2 separate regions of the Ovis canadensis genome follow, and region 2 is linked to region 1. Evidence: chromatin contacts called from public Hi-C data. All regions are on one chromosome and are shown on one strand. The core of a region is the stretch at or near the end of the contact, and the rest is flanking DNA. Distances in the headings are between cores, read along the strand shown.

Evidence for each region. Hi-C and Micro-C count contacts between places; a contact is called where the count stands out from the background.
Region 2: a contact with region 1 is called in a Hi-C map of lung, with 6 times the contacts expected there. The contact joins the promoter of MAN2C1 here to the enhancer-like site in region 1. A contact is called at or near these places in 2 of 2 Hi-C or Micro-C datasets (fibroblasts and lung).

What each region holds. Positions count from the first base shown.
Region 1 is chr18:46,736,812-46,743,842 of ARS-UI_OviCan_v2, reverse strand. IMP3 (IMP U3 small nucleolar ribonucleoprotein 3) reads right to left here. Exons shown (of 2, transcript XM_069559626.1): 2 at 2,785-3,981. The coding sequence starts at 3,881. The coding sequence ends at 3,327. All of the region lies in intron 1 of SNUPN (snurportin 1), which reads right to left. Among named protein-coding and RNA genes, the nearest start is that of SNX33, 11 kb to the right of the region's middle. Within about 2 kb of position 4,467, the one cell type or tissue checked has open chromatin away from gene starts, as enhancers often do. A contact at or near this core is called in fibroblasts, where this site is marked.
Region 2 is chr18:46,932,303-46,939,333 of ARS-UI_OviCan_v2, reverse strand. It overlaps MAN2C1 (mannosidase alpha class 2C member 1), which reads right to left and starts at 2,536. Exons shown (of 26, transcript XR_011250300.1): 1 at 442-2,536; 2 at 62-187. It overlaps SIN3A (SIN3 transcription regulator family member A), which reads right to left. Exons shown (of 21, transcript XM_069559489.1): 20 at 6,126-6,333; 21 at 2,622-3,918. The coding sequence ends at 3,688.

The DNA of each region.
Region 1 (7,031 bases), core at 3,218-5,717:
TTCAGTGGCATTATATTTGCAATGTTGTACAACCATTATCACTATCTATTTCCATTTTTTTTTCATTGTCCCAATCAGAAACTCTGGACCCATTAAATAATAATTTCCCATTCTTCCCCCCCCCCCCCCACTCTATATAACCATATTTGTGACAAGGAAAATGGAGGTACACAGAGGCCAAGTAAAATAATCATTACATAGCTAGTTGGGCACAGACCTGGAGGTCTTCTGAATCACTTGTTTTGCAGGGTTTGTTTTTTTTTTTTTTTGGTTTGTTTTTTAAGCCCAAAGTTTCTGGTTACAGGTTCTGGTAAGTTATTTCTTTCCTCACTTTCTCCCCAAAGAGAGAAGAAATAGCTTTTCTAAAGAATCTTGAATTTTACTCCTAACTTTCTAAACCAAGTTTCCTTCACAAGAACTTTGAAGTTGTATCTGCTTGAGTGATAAGGGCAGGATTCAGCTACTCCAAAGGGACCACCAGTCTGCCTTGCCCTGTGGGGTCTAGTGGGGTCTAGTGAGAGCTGGAGGGCTGCAGGCGGTTTCTGCCTTTTGGAACCACCAAATCCTCCCCCGTAAGATCCCTAATTCTAAGAGCCCTGAGGACACTCCTCAAATGGGCAAGAGATTCTGCTCAGCCACCAGAGCTAAGGAGTGGGATTCTTTCTTCTTCCTTTCTTAAAGGAATGGCACTGAAAAGAAAACGGCCTTTAGAGGTGCATGAGCCTAGACCCGAGCCCCAGCTTTGGACAAGTTCTCCTCCCAAATTTGTTTGCCAAACTGAAAATGTCTAAATACCACCACCTACCTGTAAGGGCTGTTAGGAAAAGAAATGGTAGCCTAGCATAGAGAGGACCTCAATGAATGTTAGTCGAACCTTGGCAACTCAATGCCTGTTCCTTGTTCAATTCAAACCTTTATACCCTGTTGGGGACCAACCATGTTGTCTAGAGCTGCTCTTCTCTGCTGGCTTGGAAACTGAGGTTCAGGAACTCTCTCTAAACCCTGATGTTTCCCAAGGGCTGGCTGTGACAATGTTTGCACTTTTTTTTTTGTTTGGACATGCCCTGTGCCGTGGGACATCTTTGTTCCTGACCAGGGATTGAACCGGCATCCCCTGCATAGGAAGCACAGAGTCTTAACCACTGGCTCTCCAGGGAAGTCCTTGCATAACTCTTTTTAAAATTATTATTTGGAGGCTAATTACTTTACAATATTGTATTGGTTTTACCATATATTGACATGAATCTGCCGTGGGTGTACATGTGTTCCCCATCCTGAACCCCCCTCCCACCTCCCTCCCCATCCCATCCCTCTGGGTCATCCCAGTGCACCAGCCCCGAGCACCCTGTATCATACATCGAACCTGGACTAGTGATTCATTACACATATAATAATATACGTTTCAATGCCATTCTCCCAAATGATCCCACCCTCTCCCTCTCCCACAGAGTCCAAAAGATTGTTTATACATCTGTGTCTCTTTTGCTGTCTCGAATACAGGGTTATCGTTACCATCTTTCTAAATTCCATATATATGTGTTAGTATACTGTATTGGTGTTTTTCTTTCTGGCTTACTTCACTTTGTGTAATAGGCTCCAGTTTCATCCACCTCATTAGAACTGATTCAAATGTATTCTTTTTAATGACTGGGTAATATTCCATCGTGTATATGTACCACAGCTTTCTTATCCATTCATCTGCTGATGAGCATCTAGGTTGCTTCCATGTCCTGGCTATTATAAACAGTGCTGCGATGAACATTGGGGTACATGTGTCTCTTTCAGTTCTGGTTTCCTCAGTGTGTATGCCCAGCAGTGGGATTGCTGGGTCATATGGCAATTCTGACTCTTAAAGGAAGCATTCTAGCTCCACCACCTATTGGCTATGCAATCTGAGGTAGTTTGACCCATCTCTGCCTCAGTTCCCTTATTTGAAAAGTAAAGAACTGGGCTCCCCACATCATTGAATTGTTGGATTAAATGGATTAAGATATGTAATGCACGAAGTGTCTGACATACAGTAGAAGCATTTGCTATTATTGTCATCTCCAGTGTCACCTCCTCTTGTTTCTTCACCAAATGTTGCCTTACACCTGGTGAGATGGAGATGGTACAGGTAAAAGCAACCCACTGGTCTTGGCATTCTGTTATTTCCCTTGTAGTGGTAATGAGTAAATTCGGTAGTCTTCCTTCCAGTGAGCTGGCTGCATTAGAACAGATCCTCTCCCTTCATGTTCTTCCATTGTCATCAGGCTAGGCTCCCTGACTCCCAATCCATCCTTTGTGTCCCTCAATAAAACCCACTCTAACTGGGCAACTAACCTTTCTCTAAATTAAAGGCTGGGCAGGTAGTGATGGTGGGCAGTGATGGGTAATAGCTGTGCAGCTGCTGCTCTGGGCAGGCAGCCCTGGAGCCTCCCGAGGGCTCCACTCCTAAGAACTTTCCAAGACCCTCCTGGGCTACTTCTAACCGCTAGATAAGCTACAGGGTGATTATTTCCTTAGGCAAGCAAACACTTCAGCCCTCTAATATGGTATTTCCTGAGGCTGGAATAGCAACAGGAAGTCCTGTGGGGAAGAGTTCTGCCAAAACACTCATTCTGAGGAAGGGATCAGTAAACTGACAAATCTGGTCAGCCCTGTACAACATCCTGCAACCTCCACACGTGGAACCCAGGGCAGGTCTCACCCACAGGCAGCTCGCTGCCGTCACTATTCTTCTGTGGGTTCCTGAATTCAGAGAGACCTATACATGCGACCCTATGTGACAAACCCAGACAAAAATTTGCACTTAAAAAGCAGTTAGGCCATTTATTGGCATCAGGAGAGCATTTCTTTAAACAAGAGAAAGAACTCTGAACACTAAAATCTCATCTATTTTATGAAAACTTGAGACCAACCTCTATGACATCTGTACACAGTTTAATCACGAACAAGAGCAAGGATTCGAGTTAAATAAATTAAACCACACTGTCCTGTTACAAGAAAATGAAACGAAAGCTGGGGGCGGGGATAGGTCCTCCCCAATCCCAAGTCCCTGCATTCACACCGCAATATTTCAGGTACAAGAACAAAACAAGTCCCCAGTGCAGTACAAAACCGCTTCCCATTGTTTCTTATGGCAGTCACTGAATTACCAATTGTCCGAAAGCTAAGAAAATTTCGTGGAAAAGGGCGTACCCTTTGGCTCCATGCGTGTCCTGTAGCTGAGGAGGCAAGTTCTTAAGAACCGACGACTGGCTGATACACTCTTGGGGAGATGCGCCTTCACAGACTCTTAGGCTTGTGTCTCAGCTTCCCCATGCAGTCCTGGCGAGGGGAGTCCGCTAGGCGTCCAAATCGAAGTCGTCACGCTCCTCATTGTACTCCAGCACGTGCCGCTTGATCTTGGACGAGTCAACCCAGGTGACAAAGTCCTCCATGCTTCGCGTGACAAGGAAGGCGGGGTCGGTGACCACGTCGGGGCCCACGCGCACGTGGCCCTGCTCCACGAATGCCACGGCGGCCTGGAGGTGCTGCGCCATGCGCAGCTTAAGCAGCACAGTGGGCAGGCGGCGGCGGCAAAAGGACGAGGCCGTGACGAAATCGCAGAGCTCCAGCGATCCCCGCGTGGGCACTAGGCCGAGAGCATACAGCTTATCCAGCAGCGCGGCCGAGGAGCGCACGCGAAACGGGTCGCACTCCGGCAGATCGCGCAGACGCCGGGCCAACTCGCGCACAGCACGGCTCAGCTGGTTGTAGCGCGTATAGTCCTCGCGCCGCTGCAGCCGATAACGCCGCAACACGCGTAGCTCATGCAGGTTGTGATCTGTGACCTCCCAGTTCAGGAAGTCCACCTGCTTGAGCAGCTTCTGCTCGTGAAACTTAAGCTTCCGCACCATGATGGCGGCTCAAACGTTGCCGGACCGGAGGTTCAGCGCGCATTCCGGCTGCAGCGCGACTTCCGCTTCAGTACTGCTAGACCCGGCCGTCTTTGGGACCCTGCGCCAATGAAAGGAAGACTCAGGGCCAGGCCTCCCATTTCCATTGGTCAGGGTGAGGCCACGCCCCGTGTTCGTATCTCGCGTTTCTTCTCCGCGTTCTCTGAGGGAGGCGGAGGGAAGAAACGCCTGGAGAGGCCTGGGATGGGAGGGGAGGGTTCCTAGGCGACTCTGCGCTGTTTTAAGTTACCTAGTGCCGTAATTATTTCCTCTCGTTTAGGTTTCTGTCATTCAGGGCCTCTCTGGAGAGCCTCTTCCAGAAGAGCTAAAGAGGATAGTTCCGGGAAAGAGGGGTGACCGCCGCGCTAATATGGATATACTGTGCTAACTGACCTTGGCGGGGGTTGGGGTGGGGAGGGGCTGTCCTCCCACCGTGTTGGGGCTTCTCAGAGCCGACTGGGGCTGATCGGATATCCCCACGGCCTACTAACCGCAAGTCTATTAACGAGGCGGGCGGAGCTTTTTCACCCTACCAATTAGGGCTTGAAGCCACTGAACCTATCAGTACTGCTTCCCAGGCTACCTCTGCACGCCCAGAATCAGGATCTACCCAGGAGTCACTTGAAAATCTGTGTTGTTAACAAGAATGTCAGGTGATTCATAAAATCCAGTAAATTTGAAAAACTTGGATAGTACAAATCCTGCCTCTTTAATCTGGGCTGAAAAGAATTAGCCTGACAGGTTGGATTTCTGGAGTATTTCGTGAACGGACAACACTTTTTCTGCAAATTGTATCTGTTTCAGTTTAGTGTAGCGCTAACAGGACTAACTTCTTTATTTACCCAAGACTTTGACGCCACCTAGCTTCTTTGCCTGTAATTTTATTTTTGTACGCTTTTCATTGTTTTTTAAAGATACAATATTTAATATGGGCGATACTATATGTAACATATGTGAGATACAGGAATATTTGTGGACCCAACAGCCAGTTTAAGAAAGCATCACCAGGACCTATTCAACCACTCTCCCAGTCAGAGGTAAAAATATCTGCTCTCCTGAATTTAGTGTTTATCTTTGCCTTTTGTTTAAAAAGAAAACAGTTTTATCATTTTATGCATCCCTAAGTATACTGAGAATTTTCTTACTTGAAGCATAGCCCATGGAACAGCAGAGAGCTGTTGAAAATGCAGAATTTCAGACCCCATTCCGGACTTACAGGATCAGAATCTTCATTTAACCAGATCCCCAGCTAATTTGCGTGCATATTTGAGAAGTGTTGCTTAGATGATATCACATATGGAATTTTTTTTTATATATAGCTACAGTTGCTTTTAAAAAACTGCTGCATTATATTCCATTGTTTTGTTGTTATTCACTTGCTCAGTTGTGTCCGACTCTTTGCAGCGCCACAGATGGCAGGCTTCCCTGTCCTTCACTATCTCCTTGAGTTTGCCTAAACTCATGTCCATTGAGTTGATGATGCCATCCAATCATCTCCTACTCTATTGTTCTCTTCTCCTCCTGCCTTCCTAGCATCAGCGTCTTTCCCAATGAGTTGGCTCTTCGAATAAGGTGGCCAAAGTATTGGAGCTCCAGCATCAGTCCTTCCAATTAATATTCAGGGTTGATTTCCTTTAGAATTGACTGGTTTGATCTCCTTGCACTCCAAGGGACTCTCAAGAGTCTTCTCTAGCGTCACAGTTTGAAAGCATCAATTCTTCAGCGCTCAGCCTTCTTTATGGTCCAACTCTCACATCCATATATGACTACTAGAAAAACCATTGTTTGGTTCTGTTCAATTTATTAATCCATCTCCTGTTGGATTTTTTTTTTTTGGAGTGACTATTTTTTAGCAGTGCTACATTCCTGTAGTTTTCCTGTTGCACCTATGCAGTAGCTTCTAGTATACATCTTGAATTACTGAGTTGTAAAGGATGCGTGCGGAGGAGGTGATGGCACCCTTCTCCAGCACTCTTGCCTGGAAAATCCCATGGGCGGAGGAGCCTGGTGGGCCACAATCCATGGGGTTGCTAAGAGTCGGACACAACTGAAACGACTTAGCAGCAGCAGCAGCAGCAGCAGCAGCAGCAGCAGCAGCAGCGGATGCGTGAACATGTAAAGCGCATGCTCAGCTTTACTAGCTGTTGTCAAATTGGTTTCCAAAGGGGCTGTACCAATTTATTTTCCTTTGTCACTACATGAGAGTTCCCTTTGCTCCTCATTCTTGACAGTGCTTGGTTGGTAGACTTTTTAAATATTTGTGAATCTGATGAGTGTGTGATGGTATTTTACTGTGATTTTAATTTACATTTCCTGATGAATAAAGGTTTCATATATGTTTCTTCCTCTGTGGAATGCCCCTTTGTGTATTTTTCTATTGGTTTGTGGGGTAGGTAGAATAGTGACCCCTCTCCCAAGATGTCCACCCAGAGCCTGTGAATGTCACCTTATAGGAGAAAAGGGATTTTGCAGATGTGATTTAATTAAGGATCTTGAGACAATGACATTGTCCTGGATTAACTGAGCCAGTCTCATTAATCACAAGTGTCCTTAGAAGTGAAAGAGGGAGGCAGAAGAGTCAGGGAGATATGATGATGCATGCAGAAGTCTGAGGTGTGATTTCTGACTTTGAGGATGATTGGGAGCCAGGAGCAGAGGAATGTGGGCAACCTCTAGAAGCTGGAAAAGGCAAAGAAATGGATTTTTTACCTAGAGCCTTCAGGAGGAACATGGCCCTTGCTGACACCTTGATTTGAGCCCAGTGAGATCCAGTTTGGTTTTCTGGTCTCGAACACAGTGAAAGAATAAATCTGTGTTGTTTTAAACCACTAAGTTTGTGGTAATTTGTTGCAGCTGCAATAGGAAACATACAGATTGTTCGTTTGTTTTCTACTTTATTTGAAGGTGTTCTTTGTATATTCTAGATAGTAATCCTTAGCTAGTTATCTATGGTGTGCAAATATCTTTTCCCAGTTTGCACTTCATCCCCACACTTCATATTCCCCCAGCCTCACTCCCTTCCATCTTCAGCCTTTGTTCAGTGTGTGCGGGAGGACTCTTGGTTAATTCCCTTCTCCCCAGACAATAAACATAATAAATAAGTAAATTATA
Region 2 (7,031 bases), core at 1,287-3,786, 200 kb before region 1:
AGGCAAGCAAGCTGGGAGGTGGGGCCCAGGAACTCCGCCCTCTCTCTGGAGCGTTACCCACGTGGGTCCGAAGCTGTCGCCGACCTGCGCGGGGCGGAAGTCCTGCTGGACTGCCTCCTGGTAGGGAAGTCTTTCGGGCGTCAAGAAGCTGGAGAGCTCGGCCACTGGGCAGCTGTCTCCAAAGAGCCTGGGCGGGAGGGGCAGGTGGGCGCGCGCTCGTGGGCCAGCCGGCGGGTGGGGATGCGCGTTCCCTCCATCCACCGCCGGGAGGGCTGCCCCACGACACAGTCTCTCCCCACTCCCTCCTCCTGGGCCCCAGCACTATCTGAGGCGGATACTTTGTCCCTCGGCCCATGTGGCCGAAGCTTGGGTTTCCCCCAGAAGGGGAGGCTAGAGACTCGTGGATGCGGCTGGCGGGTGCCCTGGGCGAGGGGGCCACACCTGCCGCGGAGATTACAATCGGTAAAGTAGAGCGGCGACACGAATTTCTCCACTCGCTCCAGCGTAGTGCGCCAGTGCTTCAGGGCCGGCGCCGCCGCCATCGCCGCGCGTTCGCTCCTCTCTCCTCTCCCCGGAAGGCCCCAGGCGCTGCCGGCGCGGTCCACGGCCTGGAACCAAAGGTTCCGGCGCCTCAAAGGCGCCTTCCAGGCCCGGGCAGCTTTCCATGGAACACCAGCGGCTCAGTGAAGCCCCGCTGCTCCGAAGTTTGAGCAGCGAGCTGAAAGCTAAAAGCTAAAAGCTGCGCTTCTGAGGCTTTAGTCTTATCTCGGTCCGAGCTGGTCGCCACTGGGCAAATCCTTAAGTAAAATAGGAAGTCTGACGCTTTGATTCTGAGAAAAGCCTAGTACAGAGACAGACCGAAGGCACGACTGGTGGGAGCTTCGGTTGCTGCAGATGCAGGTCACCTAATCTCAGAAGCTACAAGCGGAACCTCCTTGCCTATGGTCCTTGTGTCTGCATAAGGTGGCGCCAGGGACCGGTGCTTTCAAGCCATTCGGCGGACGTGTGTTAAATAGAGAGTGCTTTATACCCCAGTAACCTCAGGTTCCTCTACTACGTGTTCTATTTTATGTATATGGCTAATTGCTGCCCATCGCCAGAAACTTAAGACTTTGAGATGGCAGATCAGACATAGAATTCATGAGCCTAACAGAATAATGCATTTCTCTACAGGGACTGATGAGTTCAGAGAAGCCATAATACCAGAATTTTCATAATACCTCCAATTTCACCCTCATGTTACTCTGGTGGTTTATTGGCGGCTTTCCCCCACCTCCCTCCTGGGAATGGGATGAAATCTTCCTCTATAAAATCATTAGGAAGAAAAGTATATACACAACATGACCGACCCCTGATATTTTAATAGAAATACTGACCAAGTTTACAACACTTCAAATGCAGATCATAGGGAAAGGTGACTTAAGTACAGAATACCAAACATGACTTAAAATATAACTTGCTGCTGTAAGACAGGCTGAGCTGAGCTTGGAGCTCAGATGTCAGAAGGCAGGAGACATAAAACTGCTGTTTGTAAATCCTGGCTGTAGGTGAAGCTCCGTTTTGGTTGCACTAGTAGGATTGGTCCTGAAACCCTATCCTGACCTGCAGGCAGCTGCTCTGGACATAACCCTCTGCAGACACAGCAATAGCTGGGGCTGCCTGGGTCAGGTTCAATCAGTTCCCCCTATTAACTCCAAGTCAACATGATCTTTCTTAAGCAAGCAGATGGGGGTGGGTTGAGTTACCGGCAGAAAACCTGAAGATCCTACCCAACCCATCAGTATCACTCCACCTTCCAAGTGAGGCAGTGCTGCAGCTTCACCAGAATCTCCCACAAGCCTTTCCTGCCACCTCACACATGTGAGCTGAGTCTCCTATAGTTGCCCATTCCTCCACTGCCCCCAACAAAAAAGTCTAAAAATCAGATAAGCTTACCATTCATAAGGAAAGTCCAGAGCAAAAAAAAAAAATGTGGTTTTGTGGTGGTGATATTAGGGATTTTTAATTAAAAAGCAAACAAAACCACACAGGAACACTGTTGTTTACTTTGACTACAGTAATGGTTGCTGGAGAAAAATTCACCAAAGTCCTGGGAGGGGCTCAGTTGGTGTTTGTTCAGAAAAGCCAGGCTGCCCACATACAAAAATCCTAATCACTCATGTTTAAATATCTGCTGCTTTAAATCTATGTAATTAAAAATATATATATACGTATATATTCCATTTGCAGTTGCTAATGTATCAAGCCTTCTCCCTCCTCACCCCATTTATACCACACACTGTGCACACACTTCTTTCAAACACTGGTTTGGTATTTAAGCTGTTCACTCCCATTTCCAATAAAGGTAAGAAAAAATAGAGAAGCACAAACTATACAGCTGCACAATATACCCATATGTAAAATATTTCCAAACAGCTGAAATAAGGGGGTAGAATATGTACCAAAAGAATGAATAATTCTATTTTTTAAATCTGAGATATTTTGATTTGGGACAAGTACAACTGACTGCTAACTAGAGCAAAATCTTGTTTTTGTACTGTATGTAGATAAGGAACCAAAGCCCAAATCCCTGCTTCAACAGTATTCTCTGGTGAGGACAAGGGACTTGTGTTGAGAGTTCATTCCTTAAGTAAGAACCAAGCTTTATTTATTTACAAAAAAAAAAAAAAAAAAGTTGGGGCAAGAAGGAAGACAAGTTTTACACAAAAGTACTACAACGGTAACTCCCTTTGGTAAAAAGTGTAATAAATGTCTTGTACATCTGTTCATAGGTACTAAATCTGAAGCCACATAGAACTATGGTACACAAGAAGCTAGAGCAGTTATGCTAGCACATCAAAGCATATTTCTTTTAATAAAAAATTGACAGTATGTACATTATTTACAAAAAAAAAAGAAAAACCAAGTTAAAATTGTGTTTGTGTGTGTGTGTGTGTGTGTGTGTGTGTGTGTGAGTAAAGCTGGTGGATGGCACTAGGGTAGACTAGTAAAGAAGCAGGTACAAAACAGTTCCACGGGAGCTAAAAAGGACGACTGATTTGAACTTGTTGAGGCTGAGAACCAGAGGAGAGAAGAAAGGGTGGGCAGCAAGGTATTCATCAGGAATCAAATCCACAAGATGATCAATCCCAAAGCCAAACTGCAGGTCCCAGAGAAAACCTAATGGGTGATCTAGATGTGCTCAAGTGACCAGGAAGAAAAATCCAATCCAGTTTTTTTTTTCCTTTTTGAGGGGAAGAGGAAAGGAGCAGTGACCATCAGAGCTACAATCCATCTAAGCGCTGGCTCCTCCTCAAGTCTGTCGTCGATGCTCGCCCAGCTCGTCTAGGTGTGAACAGCATCCGGTTCCCTCACTGAAAGTCGCCCCAGGAGGCTCCAGTCTCCACTCTGCTGGTGTGTGCAAGCTGCGTGTCCCTGTGCTTGCGTGGGTTTCCTCCCCTCCAGGGCAGGCTAATACCCAAAACCCCTGGGAAAAGTTCCAACTCCGGCTTTGTAAGGGGTCACACGTTCCTTATATGTAGCCCACTTGGTGCCAGGTTGCACCAGCCACGCACAGATCAGGTGGCCATGTCCCAGAGAGGCCCAGTGAGGCTTGAAAGGCATCTTCCTTGTTTCTTCAGTGTGTGCGAGTACACGCGCCCCCCACACACACCACCCCCCCTCCAGTTATCTGCTCTGGCTTTGCAGTTACGGGGTTTTGAACACTGTGCCGTATTTGACACGGTACTTGTTAATGCTCACAAAGTGCAGGGTCTCTGTGTCGCAGGTGGTGGTGCAGGGCACCAGGCCCTCCAGCCCCTCACCCATAAGCCACTTGCTGGTCTCCGCTGCCATTTCACGGGGCACATGCTCCTTGGTCCATTTATCTACCCAGGCCTGGAACCTCTGATGTAGCCGCTTGCTTACACGCTCATGGGACTGCAAAATAGAACAAAGAAGAAACCATCCATGAACTAGGACTGAAAAACCCTTCGAAATCCAATTTTGTTCTAAAGTAGCTGAGGAAAGATGTGGGCTCAAGTTGCAGATCATAAAGCCCCGAGAGAAATGCCAACCCAAGGTCTGGTCAGAACTAGCTCAGTGCTTCTCGATTTTGGTCTGCAGCATCACCACGTGGTGGCATGTTGGGGAAGGAGGAGGTCTTGGGAAAAATGTGTACAGAGTTCCTTGTTTCCATCAATCTGTATTTTTAAACCAGCAACCCAGACGATTCTAATGTACCCTGAGGGAGACAATGAGGCTGTTGGTCACTTCTGTCACAGCGCAAGGCAAAGGGTTTAAAACCCACCATCCCTTCCTGCTATTATCCCATTCTGTCCATCAGATTGTTGGGCACAGCAGATCTTCAGTGGAGGTTTTTGTTCCTACCTCCAACATACTTGTTGGTGCCCATGAGCAAGAAGGGAAGGTGATACAAAGATGAATGAGGTGTTTCCCAGCTCCCTACATCATTTGAATCAGACATGCAGACATATAACACACAGCACCGAGAGAGAAGTACATTAAATTGCCCAATCTGTGCTTCCCACTTGAATGTTCTGTAGTCCTTTGATCTGCCTCCCAAACCTGGTAATAACCCTTTCCTGTTAACAGACATACCCCTAAGCTTCCCAGTTACTCAAGCAAAATAAGCAAAGAAATAAAATCAAAAAACAAAAACCACCAGGTAGCATCCTTAATGCTCTCCATTCTCTTAAACCTCTCCACATCCAATCATTAGCACATCCTGACGATTGTATCTCCAATCCTTTTTTGGCATACAGCATGGCATATTGGATCCCTGACCAGGGATCAAACCCATGCCTCTTGCATTGGAAGCTCCAGCGTCTTAACCACTGGACCATCAGGGAAGTCCCTCCAATCTAATTAAAATTCCTCTATAATCCTGGTAGTCTGGGCAGTCATCTCTCATACGGATGAGAGCAGTCTTTTGAGTGGTCTCTGCCCATCCAACTTGGTGCGTTCGCTCACTCCCATCAGTCTATATCTTTATCAACAAAGTCTCAATGTATCTCAAAACCCAAACCATAACCTGTAAAAATAAATAATGTGGCCTCCGCCTACCTTTCCAACTTCATGCATCCCACTTCCCCTATGGCTCAAAACACAATGATGTTTTACTTATTGTTTAAAGGCCCTGCCATGTGGCATTTGGGACTCCAGTTCCCTGACCAGAGACTGAACTTGCACCCCCTGCACTGGAAGAGTGGAGCCTCAATTACTAGGTCCCAAGCAAGTCCCCCGCAACTGATGTTAGCTTTTTGAACACGTGAAGTCCTTTCCTCCCTCCCAGCCTTGCACCTGCTTGTTTCCTTTGCCTAAAAAGTACCAACCCAACTCTGCACCAGGCTGGATCCTCACCATTGTACAGGCCTCAGGGGTCACCTCCTTAGGTCTTCCCAACAAAAGCAGGGCTGTGTGTGCCAGTCACCCTCGATCACCTCGTTTCTTTCCTTGGAAATGCACATCATCACACTGCCTTACATGCTCTATCTCAGGGCTGTAGTCTTAGGGCCTGGCACAATACCTGGTACGTAACAGCACTAGGACTTTCACATGTGAACACAGACAGGATTCACACAAGCAACACTACCGGAGATGTGAATGCTGGGAGTAGCTTCACTAGAAGGTGCCACCAGCTATTACTAAGCTGTCCCCCTACAAATTCACAAGCAGAAATCCTAACTTCCACCCCTCAGAATGTGACCTTATTTGGAAATAAGGTTGTTGCAGATACAATTAGTTAAGATGAGCTCATACTGTCGGAGGGTGGACCCATAATCCAGTATGGCTGGCGTTCTTTAAAAAGGGGGAAATTTGGACAGACTCACACTTAGGGAGAATACCATGCAAAAACGAAGGCAGAAATATGCAAGCCCTGCAATGCTGGTGATTGCTGGAAACCCACCAGAGGCTAGGAAAGGCAAGAAACAGATTTCCCCTCACAGTCCTCAGAAGTTTCAAAGCAACCCTGCCAACACTTCGACTTGGGACTTCCAGCCTCTACAAGTGTCAAGATAGTAAGTTTTTGTTGTTAAGTCACGCAGTCTTTGGTGCTTTCTTACAGCATCCTGGTATACTGGCTGAGGGAGACGTGTGGAGAAATTCCAAATACTGTTTCTCACCTGATGAGCCCGCAGCAAGGCGGTCCTCCGATACATGTAGTCCTCTGACTTGATCACATATACCATCTTGTAGGAATTCAGCTTGAATCTACACTCCAGTTTATCCAGGCTATCCGCATTCTCCATGGTCTTCTTGCTGTTTCCTTCCTTCCCTTCCTTTTCCTGCTGCTCTCGACCACGCTGACACTTCCGGATCCGCCGCAGATTCCTACAAAGCAGCAAAGCCCTGCAGCGTGAGAGTTCCTCCAGATCCAGATTCCCATGACTGCCCCCCCCCCACAATTTTTCCTTATTATATGCCTTCATGAAGCTGATCACAACTACATACATCTAAAAAAATGTTCAATGGTTTCATTGTTAAAAAAAATCTTTTTTCAACTGCAGATACGTGGAATAAAAAGTAGAAATTGCCAACTACCCCCTACCCCAATTCTCAAAATCCCACTTGCCTTGGCAGGGGTAGCCACTGTTGGCAGTTTGGGTTTTTGTTTTTTTAAATCTATCTATTTTTGGCTGTGCTAGGTCTTCATTACTCCACGTGGGCTTTCTCTAGTTGCAGCGAGTGGGGGCTGCTCGCTAGCTGCGGTGCGCCGGCTTCTCATTGTAGGGGCTTCTCTTGTGGAGCGTGGGCTCAGTATCTGTGGCACATGGGCTTAGTTGCCCCTTGGCATGTGGGATCTTCCCGGACCAGGGATCGAACTACTGTCCCCTGCATTGGCAGGTGGATTCTTAACCACTGGACCACCAAGGAAGTCCTGCTGTTAGCAGTTTTGGCTTAAAATCTTCTAGGTCTCTCTCAATTTTTCACTTAATGCCATAAAGATTTTTTTTTCATTTCATTAAACATAAATTTGTGTCATTCTCTTTAACTGCTACAGAGAAACATGTCTTAATTTAACATTTCCT